Regions from separate parts of the Sus scrofa genome. Here all the other regions are linked to region 1. The links are chromatin contacts, called in public HiChIP or PLAC-seq maps. All regions are on one chromosome and are shown on one strand. Each heading gives the region's core, a stretch centred on a gene start, on an enhancer-like site or on the middle of the called end of the contact. The rest is flanking DNA. Distances are from core to core; before and after follow the strand shown. Region 1 has its middle 130 kb from the start of NAMPT. Region 2 overlaps LOC110255500 (a long non-coding RNA gene). Region 3 overlaps NAMPT (nicotinamide phosphoribosyltransferase).

The links. HiChIP or PLAC-seq counts read pairs in DNA pulled down with a chosen protein or histone mark.
Region 2: an H3K27ac HiChIP or PLAC-seq map of skeletal muscle shows a contact between it and region 1, with 7 times the contacts expected there. The contact joins two enhancer-like sites. A contact is called at or near these places in 4 of 47 Hi-C or Micro-C datasets (embryonic fibroblasts, liver and skeletal muscle) and 1 of 2 datasets of contacts at active chromatin or transcription factors (skeletal muscle).
Region 3: an H3K27ac HiChIP or PLAC-seq map of skeletal muscle shows a contact between it and region 1. The contact joins two enhancer-like sites. A contact is called at or near these places in 1 of 47 Hi-C or Micro-C datasets (skeletal muscle) and 1 of 2 datasets of contacts at active chromatin or transcription factors (skeletal muscle).

What each region holds. Positions count from the first base shown.
Region 1 is chr9:106,291,468-106,296,376 of Sscrofa11.1, forward strand. No RefSeq gene overlaps it. Among named protein-coding and RNA genes, the nearest start is that of NAMPT, 130 kb to the left of the region's middle. Within about 2 kb of position 2,899, at least 10 of the 83 cell types and tissues checked have an H3K27ac peak or open chromatin away from gene starts, as enhancers often do. A contact at or near this core is called in skeletal muscle, where this site is marked.
Region 2 is chr9:106,048,785-106,053,693 of Sscrofa11.1, forward strand. All of the region lies in intron 1 of LOC110255500 (a long non-coding RNA gene), which reads left to right. Among named protein-coding and RNA genes, the nearest start is that of SYPL1, 66 kb to the left of the region's middle. Within about 2 kb of position 2,692, at least 15 of the 83 cell types and tissues checked have an H3K27ac peak or open chromatin away from gene starts, as enhancers often do. A contact at or near this core is called in skeletal muscle, where this site is marked.
Region 3 is chr9:106,122,750-106,127,658 of Sscrofa11.1, forward strand. It overlaps NAMPT (nicotinamide phosphoribosyltransferase), which reads right to left. Exons shown (of 11, transcript NM_001031793.2): 11 at 1-118. The coding sequence ends at 8. LOC110255500 (a long non-coding RNA gene) reads left to right here. Exons shown (of 2, transcript XR_002335906.1): 2 at 1-4,909. Among named protein-coding and RNA genes, the nearest start is that of NAMPT, 37 kb to the right of the region's middle. Within about 2 kb of position 2,107, at least 2 of the 83 cell types and tissues checked have an H3K27ac peak or open chromatin away from gene starts, as enhancers often do. A contact at or near this core is called in skeletal muscle, where this site is marked.

The DNA.
Region 1 (4,909 bases), core at 1,649-4,148:
GACTTTTGCATTTTCAAAGCTTTAGTTTACAGATCCATCAACTTACAACATTCATTCAACAAATAGGCCTTAGGACACTATTTCAAACAAACATAAAGTCCCTGCTCTCAGGGACATGTGGCCAATCATAGTTTAGAAAATAAGGAGATTAAAAAAGAAAAATTCAAATAATGACAAATGCTTCAGGGAAAGTGCAGTCAAGTGATGCAGTGTGAGTTCCTGGTAGGTCTGTTCAGGAATTTGGCCACATGGAGAGCTGTGGGAGCAGCATTCCAGATGAGTGAACAAGTAGAGCAAAGTTCCTGAGACTGGAAGGCATGTGGCTGAACCAAGCCTCCAGTGGCGGTCCAGTGGTGACATAAAGCATTCATTCATTCACTCACTCATTCATTCAACCACGGAGAGCACCCAGAGGCCTTTGTCCTGGAGTCTGATTTACCTCTGTGAATACTCTGGGGAGTCACTCTTTCCTAGCTCTTAGCCTTTGGCCATAAGATGCCTGGGGTCACACCCACTTCTCCATCTGGGAAATCTCTGCGTAATTAGGGCTTGCTTCACTCAGCTGCTTTGCAGCTCTCTTCTTGCTTTCCAACAAGGTCTCTATTTACACACTTCAACACCCTAGCACCAGGTGGTTGTTAGGTTCACTCACTGGACACTCACCCAAGCTCTCCATTTAGTGTTCTCACTCTTTCCTCTTAAACTGATTACTGACAGTTCCATACTTTTCCAGAGATTACGGTAAAATACTAGGAATACTCAGAATTTGCTTGGCACCATGTGGCTCCGTGGGTTAAGGACCCGATGTTGTCTCTTTGAGGATGCAGGTTCGATCCCTGGCCTTGTTCAGTAGGTTAAGGATCTGGTGTTGCTGTGGCTGTGGTGTAAGCTGCAGCTGCAGCTACAGCTCATATCTGACCTCAGGCCCTGGAGATTCCTTTATGCCACAGGTGCGCGTGTAAAAAGAAAAAAAAAAAAAGAATTGGGTTGGCATTTTTTGAGACATGTGGCCTCTGTGGTCAAGGTCCTGATGCTCTGCTCTAAGGATGCTGGGCAGGGAAGGATCTGCAAGGTGCTGAAACTCACAGAATTCCTAGCCTAATTCCTTTCCAACTCTTTCTAGTCACACAATCATCTTCAGTTGCTCACTGTCTGGACCACATTTCTGACAAGTTTGCAAATAAAGCACCAAGAATTTTCTGATAACTCCCAGGGAGCTTTGAGATCTGTACTTTGGCTGGCACGAGATCTGAGATTTCTTCTTTGTGTTGACTGTGTGGCTTTTCAATGTTGCTGCTCTGAAAAACTTGATAAATGGAGATGCACTTATTTGTCAGGACCCCCTTAAATGCCATCATATCTCTCTGGATTCCATCATCCCCACCTGAGTCCACCATGGCCTCTCACCCAGACACTGCACTAGACTCAAAATTCAGCTCCCTTCATTTAACACATTCTCCACACAGCAACCAGAGCCTCCACCCTTTAAAATGCAAGTCTGTTCCTTCCCAAAGCAACAGAAATAAAAGCAAAAATAAACCAGTGGGACCTAATCAACCTGACAAGCTTTTGCACAGCAAAGGAAACCATAAAAAAAAAAAAAAAAAAACCAAAAAGACAACTTATAGAATGGGAGAAAAAATCTTCAAATGATACAACTGACAAGGCTTAATCTCTAAAATATACAAACAACTTATACAACTCAACAGCAAAAAAGCCAACAACTTAATTGAAAAATGGGCAAAAGACCTGAATAGATATTTCTCCAAAGAATATATACAGATGGCCAACAAGCACATGAAAAAATGCTCAACATCACTGATGATTAGGGAAATGCAAATCAAAACTACCATGAAGTACCACCTGACACTGGTCAGAATGGCCATCGTTAATAAGTCCACAAATAACAAATGCTGGAGAGGGTATGGAGAAAAGGAAACCCTTCTACACTGTTGGTGGGAATGTAAATTGGTAGAACCACTGTGGAATACAGGATAGAGGTAACTTAGAAAACTAAATATAGGACACCATATGACCCAGCAATCCCACTCTTGGGCATATATGTGGACAAAACTTTCCTTGAAAAAGACCCAGGCTCCCGCATGTCCATTGCAGCTCTATTCACAATAGCCAAGACATGGAAACAACCTAAATGTCCATAGGCAGATGAGTGGATTAAGAAGATGTGGTATATATACACAATGGAGTACTATTCAGCCATAAAGGAGAACAAAATAATGCCATTTGCAGCAACATGGATGGAACTAGAGACTCTCATACTAAGTGAAGTCAGAAAGAGAAAGACAAATACCATATGATATCACTGATATCTGGATTCTAATATATAGCAGAAATGAACCTTTCCACAGAAAAGAAAATCATGGACATGGAGAACTTGTGGTTGCCAAGGGGGAGGGGGAGGGAGTGGGATGGATTGGGAATTTGGGGTTAGTAGATGCAAACTATTGCTTTTGGAGTGGATAAGCAATGAGATCCTGCTGTACAGCACTGGGAACCATATCTTAGTCCCTTATGATGGAGCATGATAATGTGAGAAAAAAGAATATATACATGTATGTGTAACTGGGTCATCTTGCTGTACAGTAGAAAATTGACAGGACACTGTAAACCAGCTATAATGAAAAACCAAAAATCATCATAAAATTAAAAAAAGAAATAAAATGTAAGTCTGATTTTGCCCGGCGTATGCTTAAAGCTTTGCAACTGTGGTCCTCTGGTCTGTGAGAAAGATAAAATGGATAAGAGCTCCTACCTGTGCTGGCCCTCTCCACTCATACATTCTGACTCCATGAAGCAAATCTCCAGGGCCTCAGGGTTTCTGATACGGGGAAGGCAGCCCAGGCTGGGCAGAAGGTGGAGGAGTAAGCACCAGACTGGTGATGGCTGTGCTGCTATCAGCCTCACTCCCCTGTCTGCAGGTTGCCAGGAGGGCCCTTCAGGCACAGTCCTGGCCTTGACACAAAGTGGTTACACTGGATCTACAGAATCATTTATTACTTCCTGCCATGTCAAATGGCCTGGCAATGCTGATTAACTGCCAGGCCGTCAGGGTTCTGTATCAAGGAGGGCAGCGTCTGAGCCCCTATCCAGGACAGGCTCTCTGGTCTGGGGTGGACAAGGTTCTTCTGGCTTGCTGCAGCCTCCTCCTTACTGTTCATTTCCACTTTTAGCTTATTTCTCAGGAGAGAGCCAATTCATCTCCCCAGCTTAAAATAGCAATGGCTGGCCAGGGCTCTTATGAGGCTGGACCTGCCAAAGGCCAGCTGGTAGGGAGGGACCCTGCAGGAGATGGAAACCACAGCCACAGCGCTGTATAGATGCTGACCTGGACGCTTGGGCTCCAGCTCAGAATTTCACCAGGACCCCTCTGAGCCCTGTACTTTGTGTGCCAGCTCCTCCCCTCGCCTTTAAAAAAAAAAAACAACCTCCAGCACTTTCTACTACCAGCCACTATGCTAAGCATGTGATGCAAAAATAACTAATCTGTACCCCTAGTCTCAAGTCGAAACCATGATGGTTCTCACCTTACAGATGAGGAAAGAGCCACTGAAAGGTTAGAGCACTGACTCAAAGTCACGGATCAAGTGAACGTCAGGGTCTGACTCCAGAGTCAGGCTTATAATCTAGCCGCCACATGGTCTTCAGAGGCCTTTAGCATCTATACTCACTGACCACATAAGCTAACAGTAATAAATTTACAGCTCTCCAAACTGTCCCAGCAGGCCCTGGCCTAGAGTAAGTGCTCAGGAAATGTACTTCCCTTCATGTAGAGGCTCTGCAGGGAGATAATGAGAAGGAAGGGCTCCTGGCCAGGCCACTGGCTGTGCCCCTAGATATGGGGTCCTAGCAACCCCCATAATCTCTATTTGCTTCAATTTCCTCCCCTAGGACCTAGGAATAATGGTGATGCTTATGTCCTAGGGTCACTGTGAGTATTAAGGGAGTTAATATTTGTCAAGTACTTAAGACAGAGCCCAGAACTTAGTAGACATTGCCTCTGCCAAAATACAGGTGCGCATCTGTATGCACTCGGGTGGGTGCAGACCTTGTGTCCTTGAAGACCTGGATTTCAAGTCCTGGTTCTTTTTTTTTTTTTTTTTGCCAAAATATTTTATTTTTTTGGTTTTGTTTGTTTTTTACTGTTTGGGTCACCTTGGAGAAACACCACCCTGTCTAAGCCTTGGTTTCCTTACTTGTGAAACAGAACTAAAACACCTACCCCTAGAGCTACTTGAGAACGAAATGAGGTGCACAGGAGAGCACAGGATTAGGTAAGTATCAGGTCTTAATAAACGTTATTCTTTTATTTTCCCAGGCAGGTCTCTGTAGTGTCTCAAATACCTAAGCTGATTTCTGCCCTCAAATCTGTCTACTGTCTCGCCCTCTGTTCTGTCGCCCTGGGAATACTTTTGGCTCTAAGCTTCTATAACACTCTGGGCCTTGGAAATCCTTGGAGATGTCTAATTACAGCAGATTTGAATTTCTAATGGGCCAAAGGCGACCACAGGTCAGCTTGCAATTTCTCAGGCCTTTCTATGCTGAAGAGAGAAGAGGACTGTGTGTGTGTGTGTGTGTGTGTGTGTGTGTTGCCCAGACAGATATGGGCTCTTTTCTGCTCTACCTATTCTGTTTTGTTTTGTTTTTCTTTTTGGCCACCCTGCGGCATACAGAGTGCCTGGGCCAGGGCTGAGATCCCAGCCGTTAGGTGTGACCAAAGCCTCAGGTGTGGCAACACCAGATCCTTAGTCCACTGTGCTGGGCCAGGGCTGGAACTGCGTCCCAGTGCTCTCAAGACACTCCCAACCCCGTTGCACCACAGGGGGATCAGTTCTGTCCACTCTGGACATTTTAATTTGGATCGTAGTTGTTGGTGGGGTGGATCCATGAG
Region 2 (4,909 bases), core at 1,442-3,941, 240 kb before region 1:
GTGTGCATCCTCATAGAGACAATGTCAGGTCCTTAACCTACTGAGCCAGAATGGGAACTCCCTTTTTTTCATTCTTAATTATTGTATAAGACATATCAAGTGGGCTGGATATATCAACATTTATTCAGCAGTACCCTGTTAATGGACTTCCTCTTTGTTACCATGCTACAGTGAACATTCTTGAACATATATCATTATGTATTGGTGATTTTATTTCTAGGGCATCTGGTCCCAGGAATGGAACACATATACTGAATGATGAGTGATAAATTTTGCTAAATGGTGTCAGAAAGCTTTTTCTGTGACAATTTACACTTTTATCATCAAGATTTAAAGAAATCATTTCTCCTACATCCTCTTTAGCCATAAGTAAGTGGTTTTTTGATTTTTGCCAATCTCATGGTTCTAAAGCAATAATCTGCATTTCCCAGACCACTAGAGAACTCACCTTTTCATGGGTTGGCTATTTGGATCTTCTCCTCAAATTCTTGCTTATTTCTCTGTTGTGCTGTTTGTATCCATGCCAGTATGTGACAACATTTGCCTATTGCAGATATTAACCCTATGCCTAGATTGAACAATTTTTTCCCCTCAATCTAGGATTTGTCCATTGATTTGGTTTAGGTTATCTCTTGCCTTACAAAATGTTGTTACAGTCATGAAAATGTTCCGGCCTTTATTCCACTCCTTTCTCATTTCTCTCCCTTTCTTCCTCATCTTCTTCTGGCTGCGTGTGTGTGAGTGTGTGCGTGTGCTTGTGCCTGTTTTCCTTCCCCCATTTCTGCCCTTCTTTGTCTTTCTTGGTGCCTCTTGCTCTCTGTCTACCCCTTTTCTTACCTGGCTCCTCATTCCTTGCTTTTCCAGCTACATGAGGATACCAGTTTCCTTTTTCTTTTTTTTCTTTTTGCTTTTTAGGGCTGCACCTGCGGTATATGGAGGTTCCCAGGTTAGGGGTCCAATCAGAGCTGTAGCTGCTGGCCTACACCACAGCCGCAGCAACGTAGTATCGAGCCGCATCTGCAACCTGCACCACAGCTCACGGCAATGCTGGATCCTTAACCCGCTGAGCGAGGTCAGGGATCAAACCCACAACCTCAAGGTTACTAGTCGGATTCATTTCCATTGCGCTGCAACGGGAACTCCGAGAATGCTAATTTTCAGTGCAGAGGGCACTGTATTTTCTTGCTTGTATTTCCTTACAAAGCCAAGGCACACCCATGAGGTGATGGGGAAGCAAAATAAGTGGCTAAAACAATGCATTTTTAAAATTAGCTGAATTTGATATCCCTTGAGGTTTGTTTGTTTTCTGTATGGATTTTCCAGTTCACCCTCAGATTCTGCTTCCATAGGTCTGGAGTGGTTGTAAGGTACAAATGGATATCTATTTTACTATCTCTCCAGGGGACCCCAGTAACCATCAGGGCTGGAAATCTGCCTTAGCACTGGATCAGGGAGGCTAAACAAATGCTCTCCAGTCTGGGCAGCTTGCTTGGGAGATTGGAAAAGTTAGGCTGTTGAAGTTTCAGATGATTATCTTCAGCAACCAGCCAACTCAGCATAAGACAGCATGAGGGGCTCACAAGAAGTAGAGAAAGGGGTAAAGTAATTCTACAGGCCTGATACTCCTCAGAGAGGAGAGGTGATGTGTAACTCAAGTGCAGCTGCAGTGCAGCTAATGGGCACAGGGGGGCAGTGTAGCCCCATGTGGCTCAGAAGCTGGCTCGAATTGAGGCCTGACCCTGCTGGGAGCAAGGCTCCAGGAGAGCTCTGGCAGGGGTGAAGGGCTGTTCCACCCTCCTCCTCCCCTGCCCGCCTTAGTCCCTGTCCTGCAGAACCTGGCTCTCAGATGATTAAAGTTCATACAACATTTATTGAGCATGAATTGTCTCATGTCAAACACTATCCTGGATTGTTTTATTTAATCTTCATAGCAATCCACGACAGGCATGCTATTTCCTTTCTCCCGATGTGGAAGCTGCAGCTTAGGGAAGTTAATTAATTTCCTAGTAGGTAGCAGAGCCAGGATTTAAACACAAGCCTGTCTGACTCCAAGCCACATGTTCTTTTCATTCAGCAACTGCTGCTTTATCCAGGTACCATTTAATTAATTCTGAATGTATTTATAAATGCTACTTTACCAATTTATTCTGCATGCCGATTATTTCTTTTTTGTTTTTCTTTCTTAAACAAAGGGATCAGTAAGAATAATCGAGTTAGCTAAGAAACTTATACCCACAGTCTGCATTTTAACAGGAGGCTGAAGAAACAAAGGATGAGTGGCCATCGGTGGAAAATCACCTTGGGATTGCCTCCGCCACACAGCTAGGCCTGGATGTCACACTCATCTAAGGCAGGATTTTACTTGGCTGACATGGTGTTACTTAAAAATCTAAATCTCAATTCATCACAGTTGCTACCATTCGCTTTTCTTTCCATCGTCATGTTTTACTCACCCATGCTACCTGCCTGGTATCTGCTGATGGCAGCACCAGGCTGATGGGTCCTGGCAATACCACTGCCTTGGGGCCTTGAACCTCACCTTCCACCTTTTCCTTCCCTTGCTGACTTCCCTCCAGGTGTTGTCACTGTCAAGACACTGGATGTTGTCTGTAGCCAGAGGCTCTTGCACCTGCATCCCTAGGTCCATTCTGCTGCTTCTAGTACCCATTCCAGCCCCCGGGCTTGCCAGAGCCAAATTTAGCTGCAGCTGCTTGGTCAGATGCTTGGGTATTTTCAGCTGTAGAGGCATAAGGTGGCTGGCACTTACTGAGGGCGGTTGGCCAGGGTTCACACCCAATGTTTTGGATTGAAATTAGCATCCATGTTGTTCGAGGTGCTTGGTCCCTCCCACATTTTTTTTTTATTAAATTGAAAGTGGGGAGAAAGGAGAAGGCAAGAAGTGGCAGAGAGTAAGACAGCACAAGGTTAAGACCCTGGGGACTTTCTGGACTTGCCATCATTTCTCCCTTCTCCTTAATGTCACCCTCAGGGCGAGTGAGTGCTGCAAGATCATGAGCTGGAGACCACTGAGGGTGACCCTCATGCCAGGGCCACCCCTGGCTGGCAGCTGAGAGGAGAGTATATTCGGTCTCACACAGCAAGGGCTCCCTCCTGGCCTGCTTGCCCCTGAATCAGTGTCCATGGAGCTGCCAGCCTTGCTCTGAGCTCTGGTGCTCATGTGTCCGGTGTCCTTTCTTGACCTGGGTCTTCATGGACGGGGCTGTGTTCCCTAAAGCTTTGGCCCATAGCTCCATGAAAGTTCCCAGCCAGTGAGTGTGTGGGGTTGGTAGGCCCCCTGGCTAAGAGGGCAAGTGTAATGTGCATGATGGCAGCTTCTCAGTGGTGGTTACAAATAGAAGAGGAACATGGGACCAGAGATGGAGCAGTGGCACCGTAGGGGTGTAGAGGGGAGGAGATGCACAGAGAGGGAGGATGCAGCTCCAGGAACTGGGGCCTGGGTGGAGGAGGGGCCTGCCTGAGCAGGGGAACCATCCCTGGCTGTTCTCAACTACTGTCCTTGGCCATGAGATATTGTCAAACCTCCTATGAATCCAAGTGAAATGGAGAGGGTCTTCCCTCTTTTCCTAACTCCTTCATGTCCAAGGGAGGAGAAATTCTCCTGTTTGTTGTGTCCAGTGTGCCTGAACTCAGGGTGCTTAGTAGATGTCCACTGGCTGGCACCTCCAGCCCACAGCTCTCACATTGGAAGGGGCTTATGGTCTTCTCTTTGGATATGCTTTGTTCCAGAAGGCAAGTTGCTGCTCTGAGGTTGTTAGTTTTAGGTCTGGGTTCCTGACCTCTCCTCTGGTGTCCTCGGCATCTTTCTCTTTGTCATGCCAGTACTGACTAGATCCAGCAGCCAGGACTCAGCCCCAGGTACATTTTAAACACTTTGCATGTATTAACTCATTTAGATCTTGCACCAGACCAACCTATGAGGCGGGCACTACTGTTGTCCCTGTTTTACAGATAAGGCCACAGAGACTCAGAGAATTTAAGTGACTTTCCCAAGGTCACGCCGGATTTGGAGCTGGGTGTTCTGGCTCTAGAACTCATAACCATGGAGTGTACTGCCTCTCAAGGTGCTTCATTGGGTCTGCCTGTTTCTTGTCCAGCTGCTATTACCAAACTGTGAACAACTTGAGAGGGATCGATTATGTTTTATTCCTCTTTGGTCGCAAGATCTATCCCTGAGCCCAATATATTGGAAGCTGAAGCAAATGTTTGTTGAATGAAATGAATGAATGAATGAATGAAAAAACAAAAGCATTAGTTAACCCATTGTTCCTTGCCCTACATTTCTGGGACCTAATGTCTCTGAGGGGTTGTGAGTACTTGTGGTGGTCTTACCGGCCTCTGGGAGGTAACAGGCTGGGAGATCCCAGCAACCCTCACCTGTGTAGGAACCCTCCAGGCTCCTCCCCTGTTTCCTCTACAGCCCCACCTCCTCACCCCACCTGCCTGTGTGGTTGTGCATACCTGGAGCACTACACATTCTCTGGACATTGCCTGCAGGCTGCGAGTATGCCAAGCATCCAGCCGACTGCCCTGGCGGTGATGGCAGCTTCACTCTTGTGAGCAGCCAGAAGCCCAGAGGGCAGTGAAGGCTTCCGTCTTGTGTGTCTCACCACTGCTTTGGAGGATGATCTGCATGTGTTCTCTGTGTTCTTGATGCTCAGAGCTGCACAGAAAGTCTCTAAGCACCTAGTTTACTGAGGTTAATGCAGGCAGAGGTGCCTTACACTCCCTGTGGCCAGGGAATGAGGAGCAGGGTCTTAAAAGGAGGGTCTGGGGAGGCATGCACTACCTGACATTTTCACCCCAAAGATGGCAAGGCAAGTGGCTGAAGGCTGAAGCTGTAGCTGAGAAGGGGAAAAGGTGAAACAAAGAATGGTCCTCAAAGCGTGAT
Region 3 (4,909 bases), core at 857-3,356, 170 kb before region 1:
ACAAAGCCTAATGAGGTGCTGCTTCCAGTTCAATATTCAGCTGTGCGTTTTTTCTTACTTCATCAAATGAATAGCTTTTTGTCACCTTTCCATTCTTGAAGACAGTATGGAGAAGATCCTGCACAAATATTAAAATTTAATGATTAAACCAGACTATCAAGTGAAATTCTTAAGTAATGCTCTGATGAATTACACTGATAGGTCAAATACACAGAGATGTTCATAGTGTTCAAATTATGAAACGATTTCATACACAAATAACGCTGGTGGAGCAGGCAGAGGAGCAAGGCATGATCTAAAATGGGATGTAGAGATATTTAACTTCTCATGAAAAGGAATTATCTAAATACTACTTTTTTTTTTTTTTTGGTCTTTTTAGGGCTGCACCAGCAGAACATGGAAGTTCCCAGGCTAGGAGCCAGAGCCAGAGCCACAGCCACGGCAGATCCAAGCCGCATCTGTGACCTATGCTGCAGCTTGCTGCAAACACCAGATCCTTAACCCACTAAGTCAGGTTAGGCATTGAACCCTTATCCTCAAGGATACTAGTTAGGTTCTTAACCCACTGAGCCACAATGGGAACTCCTAAGTATTACATTCTTAAAAAAATTTCCTTAAAGAAAAAACCAACAAAGCTAGTTGACTCATGTCTTTTTTTTTTCCCCAGGTAGAAGATGCTTACTGCTTGGTTGTCCTCAAGAACCATAGCTGTTGCTGAGAATCATGACTAACAGATCAGCAAGGAAAGCCTCCCAGACCTTCCCTTGTTCCTGTCCAACAGATTCAACTGCAATTAAACCTGCCAATGTGCAATTTAATAAACCTGCTAATCACAACAAGGTCTGGTCTTCAGCAGGCAAAGCCAATCCTAAAAATAAGTAACCAATCCCAAAATAGAAACATATGTAGATACTGATTTCTTGACTAGTGCACAGTCACTGATTTAAAGACTGTGTATATGTAACACTGATACATGTAACATTTGATCTGTACAGGGTTACAAAGATAAATTAAGAGAATTAAGACTAAATTCCCTTTTGGGTCTGGTAAAGCCATTTCTGTTTCACTAAGGAATTATCTGCCTCTAGTTTCTCTGGAAAAATCCATGGAAGTAATCTGTTATGTGTTTTCCATCTCATCTGAAGGTGAGGAGCACATAGCATTATCTAAAATTTTTGTCATTATGTTGTTTCTTTTCCTATATTCTGTTTTTTTTAAAAATGAAGTATAGTTGATTTATATTATCAGTTTCAGGTGGAGAACAGAGTGATTGAATATTTTATAGATTATAGTCAACTTAAAGTTATTAAAAGATACTGGCTATATTCCATGTGCCATACAATATATCTTTATAGCTTATTGTATACATAGTAGCTTGTACTTCTTAATCCCCTACTTCTATATTGTTCCTCCTCCCTTCCCTCTTTCTCCCCACTGGTAACCACTAATTTGTTCTCTGCTTATGGTTTGTTATATTCATATTTTTTACTTTTTATATTCCACATACAGATAATATGTATGTCTTTCTTTGTCTGACTTATTTCACATAGCATAATACCCTCTCCCATGTCTATCCATGATGTTGCAAATGGTAAAATTTTGTTCTTTTTATGGCGGAGTAGTATTCCATTGTGTATATATACCACACCTTCTTTATCCAATCATCTGCTGATGGACACTTAGCTTGCTTCTATATCTTGCTATTGTAAATCATGCCAATATAACATTGGGTGCATACAGGTTTCATATTAGTGTTTTCCTTTTTTTTGGATAAATACACAGGACCGGATCATGTGGTAGTTCTATTTTTAGTGGTCTTTCTGATGACAGCTATTCAGACAGGTGTGAGGTGATATCTCATGCTGTAGATGCTGGCCTATGCCAGAGCCACAGCAACGCAGGATCCGAGCCGCGTCTGCAACTTACACTACAGCTCACGGCAACACAGGATCCTTAACCCACTGAGCAAGGCCAGGGATTGAACCCACAGCCTCATGGTTCCCAGTTGGATTCATTAACCACTGCACCACGCCATTAGCTGTTTACCTGACCATATGTGTGGGTTTATTTCTGTTCCAATGACCTACGTGTCTGTTTTTGTGCCAGTACCATACTCCTGATGATTGTAGCTATTTAGTACAGTCTGAAGTCAGGGAATGTGTTACCTCCTGCCCTGTTGGTCTTAAGATTGTTTTGGCTGTTTGTGGCCTTTTGTGTTTCCATACAAATTTTAAAATTATTTGTTCTAGGACATTCTCGTTGCGGCTCAGTGGGTTAAGAACCCAACATGGTGTCCACGAGGATGTGGGTTTGATTCCTGCCCCCCACTAGTGGGTTAAGGATCTGGCCTTGCCACAAGCTGTGGCAGAGGTTGCAGATGCGACCTGTATCTGGTATGGCTGTAGCACTGTCCTGCAGCTGCAGCTCCAATACAGCCTATAGCCTGGGAACTTCCACATGTCACAGGTGTGGTCATAAAAAAAAAAAATTATTTGTTCTGGTTCTGTGAAAAATACCATTGGTATTTTGATACCAATGGGATTGCAATAAATTTGTACATTGCCTTGGGAAATAGTCACTTAACATTAATTCTTCCAATCCAGGAACACAGTATATCTTTCCATCTGTTTGTGTCATCTTCAATTTCTTTCATTAGTGTCTTAAGAGTCTTCTGAGTATAGATCTTTTATCTCCTTAACTAGATTTATCCCTAAGTATTTTGCTCTTTTTAATATGATTGTAAATGGGATTGTTTGCTTCATTTCTCTTTGATAGTTTATTATTTAGTGTATAGAAATGCAGCTGATTTCTGTATAATAATTTTATATGCTGCAACTTGACCAAGTTCACTGATGAGCTCTAGTTTTTTGGTGGTGACATTAGGATTTTCTACGGGATAATACCATGCCATTTGCAAGCACTTTCAATTTTCTTCCTTTCCAACTTGAATTCCTTTTATCTCTTTGTCACGTCTGACTGCTGTGACTAAGACTGCCAATACTATGTTGAATAAAAGTGGTCAGGATGTGTTGTTTCCTTGTCTTGTTTCTGATCTTAGAGGAAATGTTTTCAGCACTGAGTATGATGTTAGCTATAGGCTTACCATCTAAGGCTATTTTTTATATTGAAGTATGTCACCTCTCTACCCACTCTGTTGAGAGCTTTTATCATGAATGGATGTCGTATTTTGTCAAGTTTTTTTTTTCCTGCATCTATTGAGATAATCATGATTTTTATTCTTTATCTTGTTAATTGGTAGATCACAATGATATGTGGATACTGAACCATCCTTGCATCCTCGGGATACATGCCACTTGGCCCTGCTGTATAATCCCTTTAATGCATTGTTGGGTTTGCTTTGCTATTATTTTGTTGAGGATTTTTTTTTTTTGCATCTGTGATTATTGGTGATGTTGGCCTGTAACGTTCTCTTTTCTGAGATGTTTTTTTTTTTTTTTTTTGTTATCAGGATGATTCTATTCTTGTAGAATTCGATGGGGTATGTTCCTTCCTTTGCAATTTCTGGAACAGTCTGTGAAGAAACAGGTGTAAGCACTTGCATGTTTGCAGAATTCACCTGTGAAGCCATTTGGATGGTCCTGGCCTTTTTTGTTTGTTTGAAGTATTTTAATTACTGATTCAGTTTAATCACTGGTAATTGGTCTGTTCATATTTTTCTTCCTCATTTGACCTTGGGAGATTGTACACTTCTAGGAATTTGTCCATTTCTTCTGGATTATGTATTATATTGACATAGGGTTGTTCACAGTAATCACTAATGTCCTATGCAGTTCTGTGGAGCTGGTTGTAACTTCCCCTTTTCCATTTCTGATTATATTGATTTGGGCCCCCCCCCTTTTTTTAAATCAATTTTGCTTATCTTTTCATAGAGCCAGCTCTTAGTTTCATTCATCTTTTCTCCTTTTTTTGGGTCTCATTTTGATCTGATTTCTTCTATTAACTGGGTTTTGTCTGGTTTTCTTTTTCTAGTTACTTTAGGTTTAACATTGGGTTGCTTGAGAATTTTCTTTTGTTTCCTGAGGTAGTCTTGTGCTATAAAGTTCTCTCTTAGAACTGCTTTTTTGTGTACCACAGACAGGATTGTTCTGTTTCAATTTTCATTTGCCTCAAGGTTATTTCTTAATCTCATCTTTAACTTCTTTGGTGATCCACTGGTTGTTCTGTAGCATATTATTTAGCCTCCACGTATTTGTGAGCTTTGCAGTTGATTTCTAATCTCATAGGGTTGTGGTTAAGAAGTTTATGATGATGATTTTGATTTTCTTAAATTTACTGAGCCTTTGTGAACCTAGCATGCGAACTATCCTGGAGAATTTTCCATAGGTACTCTTGAAAAGAAGGTATATTCTGCTGCTTTTGGATGGAATGTTTTATATAGCTGCTTTATAGCTATTAAGTCCATTTGGTCTAATGTGTTATTTAATGTGTTTCATTTTTTTTTGTTTGGATGATCTGTCCAGAGTGTTTCTGTACTCTTCTAAGAGTTTTATAGTATTTTGTCTTAGTTACATTTAGGCTCCTTACGGTTTCTTTTTGTTTTGTGTATCCCTGAGCTGCTTGTTGTGGATATAAGGGGTTTTACTTCTAATCTTTAAACTTCCTAACAACTTAGTATGTGCTTGATTTACTACCTTTACTGATTAGATTTTTCCTATCATAATTACATTATGGTATCTTTCTCCCCTGTTTAGATTACTCCTATTAACATTTCTTGTAAAGCTGGTTTGGCTATGCTTAACTCTTAGCTTTTGCGTGCCTGTAAACTTCTGATCTCATCAAATATCAAGGAAAGCCTTGTCAGGTAAGAGTATTCTTGGTAGTTAAGTTTTACCCTTTCATAACTTTAAATACATCATACCATCCCTCTAGCCAGCAGCATTTCTGCTGA